Regions from separate parts of the Mus musculus genome. Here region 2 is linked to region 1. A link is a contact called in public HiChIP or PLAC-seq data. All regions are on one chromosome and are shown on one strand. Each heading gives the region's core, a stretch centred on a gene start, on an enhancer-like site or on the middle of the called end of the contact. The rest is flanking DNA. Distances are from core to core; before and after follow the strand shown. Region 1 has its middle 20 kb from the start of Commd7. Region 2 overlaps Cdk5rap1 (CDK5 regulatory subunit associated protein 1).

Region 1 (5,661 bases), core at 3,076-5,575:
ATTCACCAAGGACGCAGTGGTGCCTTAAATCTCAGCACTCAGAAGGCAGAGGCAGCAGGAAAGCCTGGTCTACATGCATAGCGAGAGCCAGGCCACTTCATAGACTGTTAAAGCCAGGGCCACTCTATTAAGGCAGGTGTAGTGGCACACACCTGCAATCCTGGCACTTGGGACGCTAGGACAGGAAGATTGGTGCAAGTTCAAGGCCATCCTGGAATACTTGCACATGCATACAAAATCAAAGCCCACTCATTTCACAGCAAGGGAAACTCAGGTCACTGACCAGTAGTCATGGGATGCTGCCCTGCGGTCCTCTCTAAGACCAGTAAATACTCTTTACCTGCTGAGCCATCTCTCCAGCTTCTGTTTTCTCCGACACTTGCTTATTGTGGGTTTGTGTGTAGACACATGCGGAGATCAAAAGACACCTTTGTAGAAGTTGGTTCTTGGGACTGGAGAGGTAGCTCAGTGGTTAAGAGCACTGACTGCTCTTCTGAAGGTCCTGAGTTCAAATCCCAGTAACTACATGGTGGCTCACAACTGTCCGTAATGAGATCTGATGCCCTCTTCTGAGGTATCTGAAGACAACTACAGTGTACTTAGATATAATAATAAATGAAGAAGAAGGAGAAGGAAGAAGAGTAAGAGGAAGGGAAGGAAGAAGAAGATGAGGATGATGATTGGAACACTAGCTCAGTGGTTAAGAGCACTTGCTGCTCTTTCAAAGGATCTGAGTTTGGTTACCAGCACCTACATGACAGCTTCTTTTTTTTTTTTTTTTGGTTTTTTTGAGACAGGGTTTCTTTGTATAGCCCTGGCTGTCCTGGAACTCACTTTGTCGAGCAGGCTGGCCTCAAATTCAGAAATCCGCCTGCCTCTGCCTCCCGAGTGCTGAGATTAAAGGCGTGCACCACCACACCCGGTTCTGGCCTCCACAAGTATCAGCCGTCCATGCAGTGCTCTGACATATGTGTCAGCTGTCTCAGAAGGTTGCTGTGCTGTGATGGAGCACCCTGACCAAAAGCACATTTCAAGGTCATTGTTCAGGAGGTAAAAAAGTTAGGGTAGGAACTCAAGCAGGGCAGGAACCTGGAGGCAGGAGCTGATGCAGAGGCTGTGGAGGCGAACTGCTTCCTGGCTTGCCCAGCTCTGCTTGCTTTCTCATTTCGTCTCCCCTCCCCTCCCCTCCCCTCCCCTCCCCTCCCCTCCCCTCCCCTCCCCTCCCCTCCCCTCCCCTCCCCTCCCCTCCCCTCCCCTCTCCTCTCCTCTTCTCTCCCTTCCCTTCCCTTTTCTTTCTTCTTTTCTTTTCCTTGTCTTTTTTTGTTGTTGTTGTTTTGTTTTTCAAGACAGGGTTTCTCTGGCTGTCCAGGAACTCACTCTGTAGACCAGGCTGGCCTTACACTCAGAGATCCACCTGCCTCTGCCTCGAGAGTGCTGGGATTAAAGGCGTCCTTTAGTCCCTTGGCTGTGTTGAAATTTTGTTCCACGTATACTCTACTCCCTGTAGACATTGATGAGGGTCTCGAGACTGCTCCTCTCGGATTCTGACACAACACTGGGCATCCCAGCAGCCCTTCCTGCTGTTCCCACTTCATTGTGCACGGATTTACTCTTGCTCTGAATAAGAATTCTGTCCTCTGCTTTGGCTGCAAAGTCTTTCCCCCCTCCTCTCTATATACTGTTCATTAAGATGGTAACTAATGGTCAGGCCAACCACTAAAAAGAAAAAAAGAAGCCGGGCATGGTGGCACACGGCTTTAATCCCAGCACTCGGGAGGCAGAGGCAGGTGGATTTCTGAGTTCGAGGCCAGCCTGGTCTACAGAGTGAGTTCCAGGACAGCCAAGACTATACAAAGAAACCCTTTCTCGAAAAACCAAATAAGAGAAAAAAGAAAAAAAAAGAAAGGTTAGTCCAGGAGAAGAGGAACCATAACTTTTTGCTACTCATACACAGTAGCAAAGTGTATATATAGAGTGCCCTAGGTTGCCCGGTAGGGCTAAGGAGGCAGTGCCCTGCCATTCTTCCCTTCACACTGGCCAGGCTCAATTCTGTCAGCTTTGTCTGGGAGCAGCAACCCCAGACTCAGCCTGCTGGCGTGTCCCTTTGAGGAGCAGCATTCTTGTGAGATCTTCCCTACAGTTTTGGGGTGTAGAGCAGGGGTCTCTTTGGTACCCAGGGGTGCTGGAGTGCAGAGACTGAAGAGACCAGGCTACACCCTTGGAGAACATGACATCAAGTTTGAGAAACTTGAGCAGCACCCAGGGAATCATAAATTCTGGTAGATAGGCTGTGAGTGGTGTCAGAGGTCCGATGTCTAGGGAGCAGAGGGCATGAATGATGGGGAGCAGGGGGCCTCTGCAGGCTGAGTCAGAGTGAGTTGCCCTGACAGGTGCAAGGGGCAGGGGTGGTGGGGTTCATCTTTGAACTGTATGTTCCCTTCCCCTGACCTGTGCATGGAGGGAGATGGGAGCTGCCTGGAGCCTATGGGAGGCCCAGTACCTGATGGTGACTGAATAAGGGCTTACAGAGGCTTATGGAGAAAGGCTGCTTCCACTTCAAAGAGCCCTTGCAAAGCAGCTCGGTGAAGAGAGGGGAATTTTCCTAGACAATGCCCCTGGGCTTCCGCTAGTGCTTAGCCCAGAGATTGCTGGAGGGTGGGGTTTACAGATCCCAAAATGTGCACAAGGATTTTAGGTGGAACTCAGCCAAGATGCTGGAAGTGTGTCAGACTCCAGGTCCTTAGAAACCTAAGGCATCTGCTGTTCCCCTGAAAGGAGCCCAGACCACACCCTGCCCCAGCCCTTCCCTCCCTGTTCTGTGTAAATCCTGGATAGAGGTATTCCCTTCTTCCTCTTTCCTGGGTGGTTCCCTCAACTATAAAACAAGGATTTTTAGGAAGTGGGGTAAAAAGAGCAGGAATCCAAGGCAACCCTTAACTACATATAAAGTTCCAGGCCAGCCTGGGCTACCTGTTTTAAAAACCAACCAAGCAATCCACAAGCAGGAATTCATTCAGATGATCTCTAAAGACATTTTTGAACAGTCGGGTGTGTGTGTGTGTGTGTGTGTGTGTGTGTGTGTGTGTGCGCACACACACACACACACACATCGGTCAATGTAGGCTTGGTAAACTTCCAGTGTCTTCATATTTTCATTTATTAAAGATTTTGTTTATATATATAATATATAGAGAGATAGAGCAATCCTCCTGTTTGTCTCCCACTAAGCTAGAGTTATAGGTGTGCATTCATGTCCAGTTTTTAACAGGGATGCTAGGGACTTGAACTCTGGTCCTCATGCTTGCTAAGCTGTTGGAGAGCGACAGCTTCCTTTTGAGATACTGTCTCACTGAGTTGCCCAAACTGGTCTTAAACTGGCTCTGTAACCTAGTCAGGCATTCCTCAGAATCCTAAATAGCTGGGATTGCAGGAATGTAGCAATAGGTGGGGGCTCTAGGTGGGGGGAGGGGGTAACACAGAGTGGGAGTTTATGGTGTTCTGGGAAGGTCTATTTGAGAAGCTGATCTGATCTGGTCTTGCAGGATGAAGAAGCCTAACCTAGTAATGAGGCACAGAGGAATGGCACCTGCAAAGGCCCTGAGGCCAGTGCATACTTTGTATCTTTAGGAAACAAAGGGCCAGGGTAGGGGAAGAGAAAACAAGGGTAATTGGACAGAAGTCAGCAGGGGGCTGGGGTGGGGTGGGGTGGGGACAGATACTCAGGGCTAAGATTAAGAGCTCAATTCTTCCTCATGGGGCTAGTTCCCAGATTCCAATGGCATTATCTACCCTTGGGAGTCTCTGGTGACCTAGGGCTGGTCATTTCCCTTCCATGGATTTGTTTTCCTTTAAGGTAGATTGATCCAGTTATAATGTGCCAAGCTGGGCCCAGGGAGAATGCTAGGAGACTTGACTCTAGACGTCCACCCATTAAATAAATAAATAAATGCCCACCGCCATATGGCGCTGGAAACCTTTGGAAGCTGTCAGTGACACTTGCTCGCGTGTTCATACTTGAGTGAAGTCCTTCTTGACCCCACTCTTGTCCCCAGGGTGGATGCTCCACCAGGGCTGGTTTGCTGGGCTGAGCTGGCCTTACTTCATGTGCTTTTCGTAGGTCTCCTTCCAGGAGGAGGAAAAAGAGGAGGTCTGGGGAAGCTGGAGACAGGGGCTCTGGCCCTGAGGCTGTGTGGCCGAGGAGAGGGCCCTGTGAAGGTGTCATTTTTTATGAATGATTTCCTGACAGGACTGACTAAGACTCAGCCAGAGCTACAAGGGCTGGGGCGCAGGCCTCTTTTCCGGAGCCTAATCTGCCCAGGGCAGGCAGCTGGCTCCAGAGACGGAAAGGCCTGCACAGCTCAGAACTCTGCGGTTTGGGACATCGGTGGTCTTTGTCGGTTTTTCTCCTCCCAGCTTCTCTTAGCTTATGGTGGCAGTGGGGGAGGAGCAGCCCCACTGGGCTTCTCCTCCTCTGTCTTTGTCTCCAGGCTCCCTCCTTCTTAGAAGGCCGCTGTCAGCAGCTTTTGGCACCGCTGCCTGCCTGGAGCCTGCCATGCCTCCAGCAGAGGTGTCCGGGGAGGGGGAGTAACACTCTTCCACAGCGGCCTCTGCAGCCAGGCCTAGGAGCTAGAACATAGGGTGGGAGCAGGGTGGGGGCTGAGCTCCTAGGAAAGCAGGAGGGAGAGATAGGCAACGATTCTGCCTTCTCCACCCACGTACCAGACCCCAGCTCTTCCCCCTGGTTTATTCTATCACTGAATCTAGGAATATTCAAAGAAATATCCAAAGTTCTGAGAAATCGTTCCTGGGAGAAACCCTGTGCTTGTGGCTACAGTGGTAGGGTTTTCAGATCCATCTCAAAGCCTGGGCAGAGCCCACAGTGGCTCATGCAGGAAGTAGAGGCAGGAGGGGCACTTAGTGAGTTCTAGGATAGCCAGGGTTATAGAAGCTATAGTGTGAGACCCTATCTCAAAAAAACAAAACAAAACAAAAAAACAAAAAAAACCTAAGCCCGTGTGGTGGTGTGTCTCAGTCTGAGCGCTTGGAAGACAGAGGGAGGTGCATCTCTGAGCTTGAGGCTAGCCTGGTCTACATAGAGAGCTCCAAACCAGTCAAAGTAACAAAATGAAACTGTCTCAACAATGACAACAACAAACAAACAAGCACTAGAATAAAAAGAAGCCAGCATGGTGTCATGTGCCCGTCATCCTACCACTTGGAAGGAGAGAAGCCAGTGCAGGAAAATTAGGGATCCAAGACTAGCCTCAGCTACAGTGAATTTGAGGCCAGCCTGGGCTCCATAAGTCCTGTGTCAAGTAAGGAGAAACAGAGGCTGAGCTAGAGAGAGAGGCAGCTAAGGGGAGTCAGGGCTCCGGAGGTCCCCGCTAGGGTAAGGGGTCTTTCCTTCTGCATGAGTTCAGGAAGCTTTGAGAAGGTCAGCCACCTACTTGCCAGAAGTAGGGCTTCTTCCTCAGTCTACCCTTTATTCACTCTGTGGCCTGCCTCACTGGGCTCCGTAAGGGCGCTGAGATGAGCCCAGGAAGGCCAGCCCCTGCTTAGCTTTGCCCCTGCCCTCCAGCACAGGCCTCAGAGAGCAGAGACAAAGACCTTAGGGGCTGCTGAGGTGATGGTGACTGCCGGCTCCGAGACTCATAATGGCAG
Region 2 (5,044 bases), core at 2,357-4,856, 720 kb before region 1:
GGCACATGACTTTAACATAGCATTGGGGAGGAGGCGACCCCTGTGGTATAATTCTTTTTAAAGACAGGTCTATGTACTTGTGGCTGGCCCGACACTCACTATGTAGATTAGGCCTACCTGGAACTCAAGAGAGATCTGTTATCTTTCTTAACATTGGGATAAAAGATGTGTACCGTTAAGCCTGGCTTACCTACAAATTTAAAGTACCTGATTTGTTAAAGATTTAAGTTCTATGAACTAAAGGGAACTTTAGGTTAATTATGTCCCCACTGTCTCTTAATCTAATAAGGTACCATATAAACAGAGAGAGAGTACCTGGAGGGATGGGTTATCAGTTAAGAGTGCATCCTACTCTTCCAGAGGCTCCAAGTTCCCTTGCCAGCATCCACTTCAGGCAGTTCACAAACTATTGTTTAAACCACCTAGAGCTTCATGGAGAGACTGTGTCTCTCTTTCTCCCTGAAACAAAAGAAAAAATATGATTCTTAGAAACAAGGTAAGAAATGTGTACCTCAAAACCAAAGAGCTTAGTTGCACATAGCTGAGAATGGCTTAACTAAAAACAAAAAGGTCCATCCTAATGCCTCCTGGTCAGAAGAAAAAAAAAGAAAGAAAAAAAACAAAACAAAAAGGATTAATGACTCATATCTGCAATCCTAGCTTTTAGGAGCCTATGGAGGGAGGATAGCTACAAATTCAAGACTAGCCTGGGGCACATAGTGAGTTCCAAGCCAGCCTGGGCTATAGAGTAAAGTGCTGGGGGTGGGGGGTGGGGGGTGGGGTGGGGAGGGGTGGGGGTGGGGGTGGTGGGGGTGGGGGGAGTTCTGCTATAGATTAAGCATGAGTGTTGAGAGAGAGAGTGTGTGTGTGAGAGACAGAAGGAGAGAGACAGGGAGGGAGGGAGAGACAGGGAGTACAGTTTAAGAAAAAGACCCATACAAAAGGAAGCACAGAGTTGAAGAGAGTTGCTCTTAACTGCTGAGTCACCTTTTTGAAATCTTACCGTGACCTCACTCAGGTAGCTATTTCTGAAATCTAAAAGGTTTTTTTTTTTTTGAGCCCAGAAATTCCCTTCATCCAGCCATTTGAGTGCTGGAATTGTAGGCATGTGCCACACCCTGTTCCACATTTTTGTTTTGTTTTGTTTTGCAAATGGTGTTCTATAGTGTATAGGTTGGATTCCTGCTTTCCTTTCCCTACATATATTCTGTGCTTCATTTGTTTTTCTATCACAAAGATTTGTTATGCATTGTACTGTTGGTGGGCCATACTGGTTGTTTCCAGTTTGGACCTAGTCCATTTGCTATTGCTATGAGTATACTTGTACATGTGCTGTAAGGCACATACATATTTATTTCTGTTGGGTATATGGTCATAGGGTGGCTATAATAGGAACAGCCCAAGTGTTTTGCACTCCTGCTAGCAATGCTAGAGAATTCTAGAAATTTCATCTTCTTTCTTCAATTTTACCTCAGAGATGCTGTCCCTGAACATCATTGTTTTGAAGCAACTTTTCCTGCCTATTTCCCCACTATTCCATAATTCCTGCCTATTAGCCACCTGTCCCCTGTTATATTGAGTACTTATTAGTGCCCAAATAATTTTTTTTATGTACATGCTTATTATGTGTCTTTCTCCAAAAGCTCTATTGTGGGTGAGGTAATTCCTTTGTTTATATTTGTATTTCCAGCATCAAAGTTAATCCCTAATATAAGTAAGAATCTTGTAAATATTTACTAGTGGATCAATTTATTCTGATGAGAAATATGATAAATGGTAACTTTGGGGTCTTAGTTATTCAGTTCTCACTCAGAGGTGAAATAAACTTTTTCAGTAAGTTTTGATAAAAAATATTATAAGGATTGGCCAGGCAGTAGTTTGCACACATCTTTAGAAGCAGCTCAGGAGACAGAAGCAGGTGTTCTGAGTTTGAGTCCAGCTTGGTCTATAGAGAGTTCTAGGACAGACAGGACTACACAGAGAAACCCTATCTTGAAAAATAAACAAACAAAAATCCTAAGGATGGCTTTAACTAGGTCAGTTTGCATCCTAAGTCATTCCAGAGGCTGGAGGATGGCTCTGTGCAGGGCAGCTCACAAGGGAGCTGACAGTTGGAGCTGAGAAGGATCCATCGTCTCCTCAGAGAAACATGAAGAGCTGCTGCTGGGGATGGATCTGGACTTTAGTTTGACTTTGTTTTTGTCTTTGTTTGAGACAGGGTTCCTATCTCTATATATTAATGGCTGTCCTGGAACTCACTCTGTAGACCAGGCCGTCTCAGAAATCCACCAGCCTCTGCCTCTCCAGTGCTGGGATTAAAGGCGTGCGCCACCATTGCCCAGCTAACCATTTATTTATTTATTTACTTATTTATTTACTTATTTATTTATTTATTTATTGAAGGAGAGCAAAGAAGTAGATTGAGGTAGATGGGAAGGCAGGGAGGAACTGAGAGGAGTAGAAGGAGGGGAAATTGTATTCAGGATATTATGTGAGGAAAAAGTCTATTTTCAGTAAGAGCAAAACTTTTTTTTAAACCACAACAACACATTTATGACAAGTGCAATATAAAAATTTATATCCTCTATTCAAATACTCACAAGGCACTGTTTCAAGGACATTACAAATTGTGTATTCATTGGTAAAATCCATTTATTTCATTTTTTTTTTGTTTGTTTAACAGCTGGGATTTAAAGTGTTAGAGATCTGCCTGACCCCAAAGGAAAAATACTCACAGTAACAAAGTGCCACTTCAGAAGAACATACATATGCGTCAGAGTCATTGTGACTGTTGCCTTAAATCACAATACTAACTTTCCTGGCTTTTCAAAAATCATAAAACTCACTTTGTAATTTTACATTATAAACCTACTCTGTATGTAAAACACAGATATGTCTAACAAACAAATACATTCATTTGGGTACCAGCCAGTAACTGAAAAAATTTTTTAAAAGACCCTAAATTTATTATTTCAAAAGGACATTCTAGATCCCTCCATAAATGGAAAGCCAGAATTTGTGACATAAATAGAAAGTAATTTAAAAAATAAGCATAAAAATAAGCATAATAGCCGGGTGTGGTGGCACACGCACCACCCAGCACTCGGGAGGCAGAGGCAGACGGATTTCTGAGCTCAAGGCCAGCCTGGTCTACAAAGTGAGTTCCGGGATAGCCAGGGCTACACAGAGAAACCCTGTCTCGAACCCCCCACCCCCCAAAAAAAGCATAATGAAAACAATGTCACAAAACTCCATCCAGAGCTGGTGGCCAACACAGGGCTCTGGAGGCCCCTTCTCTGTTGGAAAAGGAAGTGTTCACAGAGTGTAGAAAGCACCAGCAGTCAGGGAGATGGTTTCTGGTCTCCGTAACAACAAACTGAAGGGAACTGCGGAGGGAAGAAAGCTCCCCTCTGGGTCCACTGCTGCATTACTGTGGCTCCCAGCAGGCCCAGGTGTGTCCTGCTATGCCCAGTCCACTCAGGAGCCTGTGGCTCTGTTCTCCCTTCCTGTGGAAGGCTGGGCCCTCTCCTTAACGCTGGGCGAGCCAGAGGTCAGCTCAAGCTGAGCTGATGGCTCCAGCCAGTCAGGTGTGCAGCCATGTGCCCTGTCAGAATACTGATCACTGCAGTTGGGCCTTCCAGGCTGGCTGGATTGTGTATTCCGTTCTGTCTGGCACCTCTTCCTTTCAGGCTTGAGGCGGCACAAGCACTGTGCACTTCCTGTCATCTCCATCCAAGTCCTGTCCCCATGGTGCTGTCAGGTTACCTTGTCTTCTATGATGGGTTTTCTTTCAGATCACCTCTGCCAGCTCTCAGACCCTGAAAGGACACATTCTCTGCAGGACCACTATGAAAGACTCATTGACGTATTGCACGACCTGAGCTGCTGGATTAGGAGTGGACTTGGGCAGGTTTTTCTCATGCTTTGGAGACATGTAATAGTCTTGAAGCACCTTTGCACCAAATGGAAGAGTACATTTCTTTGTTGTCGATAGAACAACTGTTACAATAATAAATTTCATAAATTAATGGCTTCCTTGTCTACTTTTTTCATTTTTGTCTTGGCTTATTTGTGGGGTTCTTCCTGTCTCTCTGTTGGATGCTTCTCAGCACGAGTGTTCTGTACTGCTATTTACTCAGCCGCTAACCACGCTAACCACCATCGGTTGGTTGGTTGGTTGATTTGGCCTGAGGATTTCCCTCATGGGCATCTTTTCAGCTTTCCCATTTAGATGTAGAAGCACTTGGAGTTTTTGAAAATGTTTTTACCTATTAGTGGGCCATCTGAGCAGTGGTCCTTGGCTTACCACTTACCATTGTAGTCATTTTCATGAAGTTAAAACAAAAAGCAAGAAAATCAAACTGAGATAGTAGCATGGGATATTTAGAGCTGGATTTCAGTTCAAGTCCCACCTCCTTTAGCATTGTAGGAGGCTCTGTGTATAACTCTGGTATAGTGCTTGCCTAGAATAAACAAGGCCCTGGGTTAGATCCCCAGTACTGTGTGTGTGTGTGTGTGTGTGAGTGTGAGTATGGTGTGTGTGTGGTGTGTGTGTGGTGTGTGTGTTCATGTGTGATGGGGGTGCTGGTGAAGAAAAATGTTTAGAGAGCTCTCACCCACTCACCCCCCAGGTAGGTTTTTTTGTAATGCAGGCTGACCTTGAGTTTGCCTTTCCTTACTTCTGAGTGATAGAATTAGAGGTATGTGCCACCCATCACACCAGGGAGGAACATCTGGGGATCACATCTAGAGCTTGATGCATTCTGAGCAAATGATCCTCATAAACTGTAAGCTCCTACCAAATGGAAATAGTCCTTGAAAAATATGCTGCTGAAACAGACTGCGTATTTGGGCATCCTGAGCTGTTAATTGTGTCTGGCTGTGATCTGCTTTGGACACTCTGCTGACTAGCACGATAGATAGATAGCTCATGGGAGTTTGCTTTGGTGCTGGCTCACTTCTGGCCAGTTGGTTCTATTTCAGTGTTCATCTTGAAGAGTTGTTAGATCAGAACCGGTCTCTACTCTTGGTCACATGTAGTGCT

The links. HiChIP or PLAC-seq counts read pairs in DNA pulled down with a chosen protein or histone mark.
Region 2: a contact with region 1 is called in an H3K27ac HiChIP or PLAC-seq map of embryonic stem cells, with 2.2 times the contacts expected there. The contact joins two enhancer-like sites. A contact is called at or near these places in 3 of 39 promoter capture datasets (the 3T3-L1 cell line, hippocampal neurons and liver) and 1 of 115 datasets of contacts at active chromatin or transcription factors (embryonic stem cells).

Annotation. Positions count from the first base shown.
Region 1 is chr2:153,609,800-153,615,460 of GRCm38.p6, reverse strand. No RefSeq gene overlaps it. Among named protein-coding and RNA genes, the nearest start is that of Commd7, 20 kb to the left of the region's middle. Within about 2 kb of position 4,325, at least 131 of the 459 cell types and tissues checked have an H3K27ac peak or open chromatin away from gene starts, as enhancers often do. A contact at or near this core is called in embryonic stem cells, where this site is marked.
Region 2 is chr2:154,334,368-154,339,411 of GRCm38.p6, reverse strand. It overlaps Cdk5rap1 (CDK5 regulatory subunit associated protein 1), which reads left to right. Exons shown (of 14, transcript NM_025876.2): 14 at 3,795-4,026. The coding sequence ends at 3,881. Among named protein-coding and RNA genes, the nearest start is that of Bpifb9b, 30 kb to the right of the region's middle. Within about 2 kb of position 3,606, at least 17 of the 459 cell types and tissues checked have an H3K27ac peak or open chromatin away from gene starts, as enhancers often do. A contact at or near this core is called in embryonic stem cells, where this site is marked.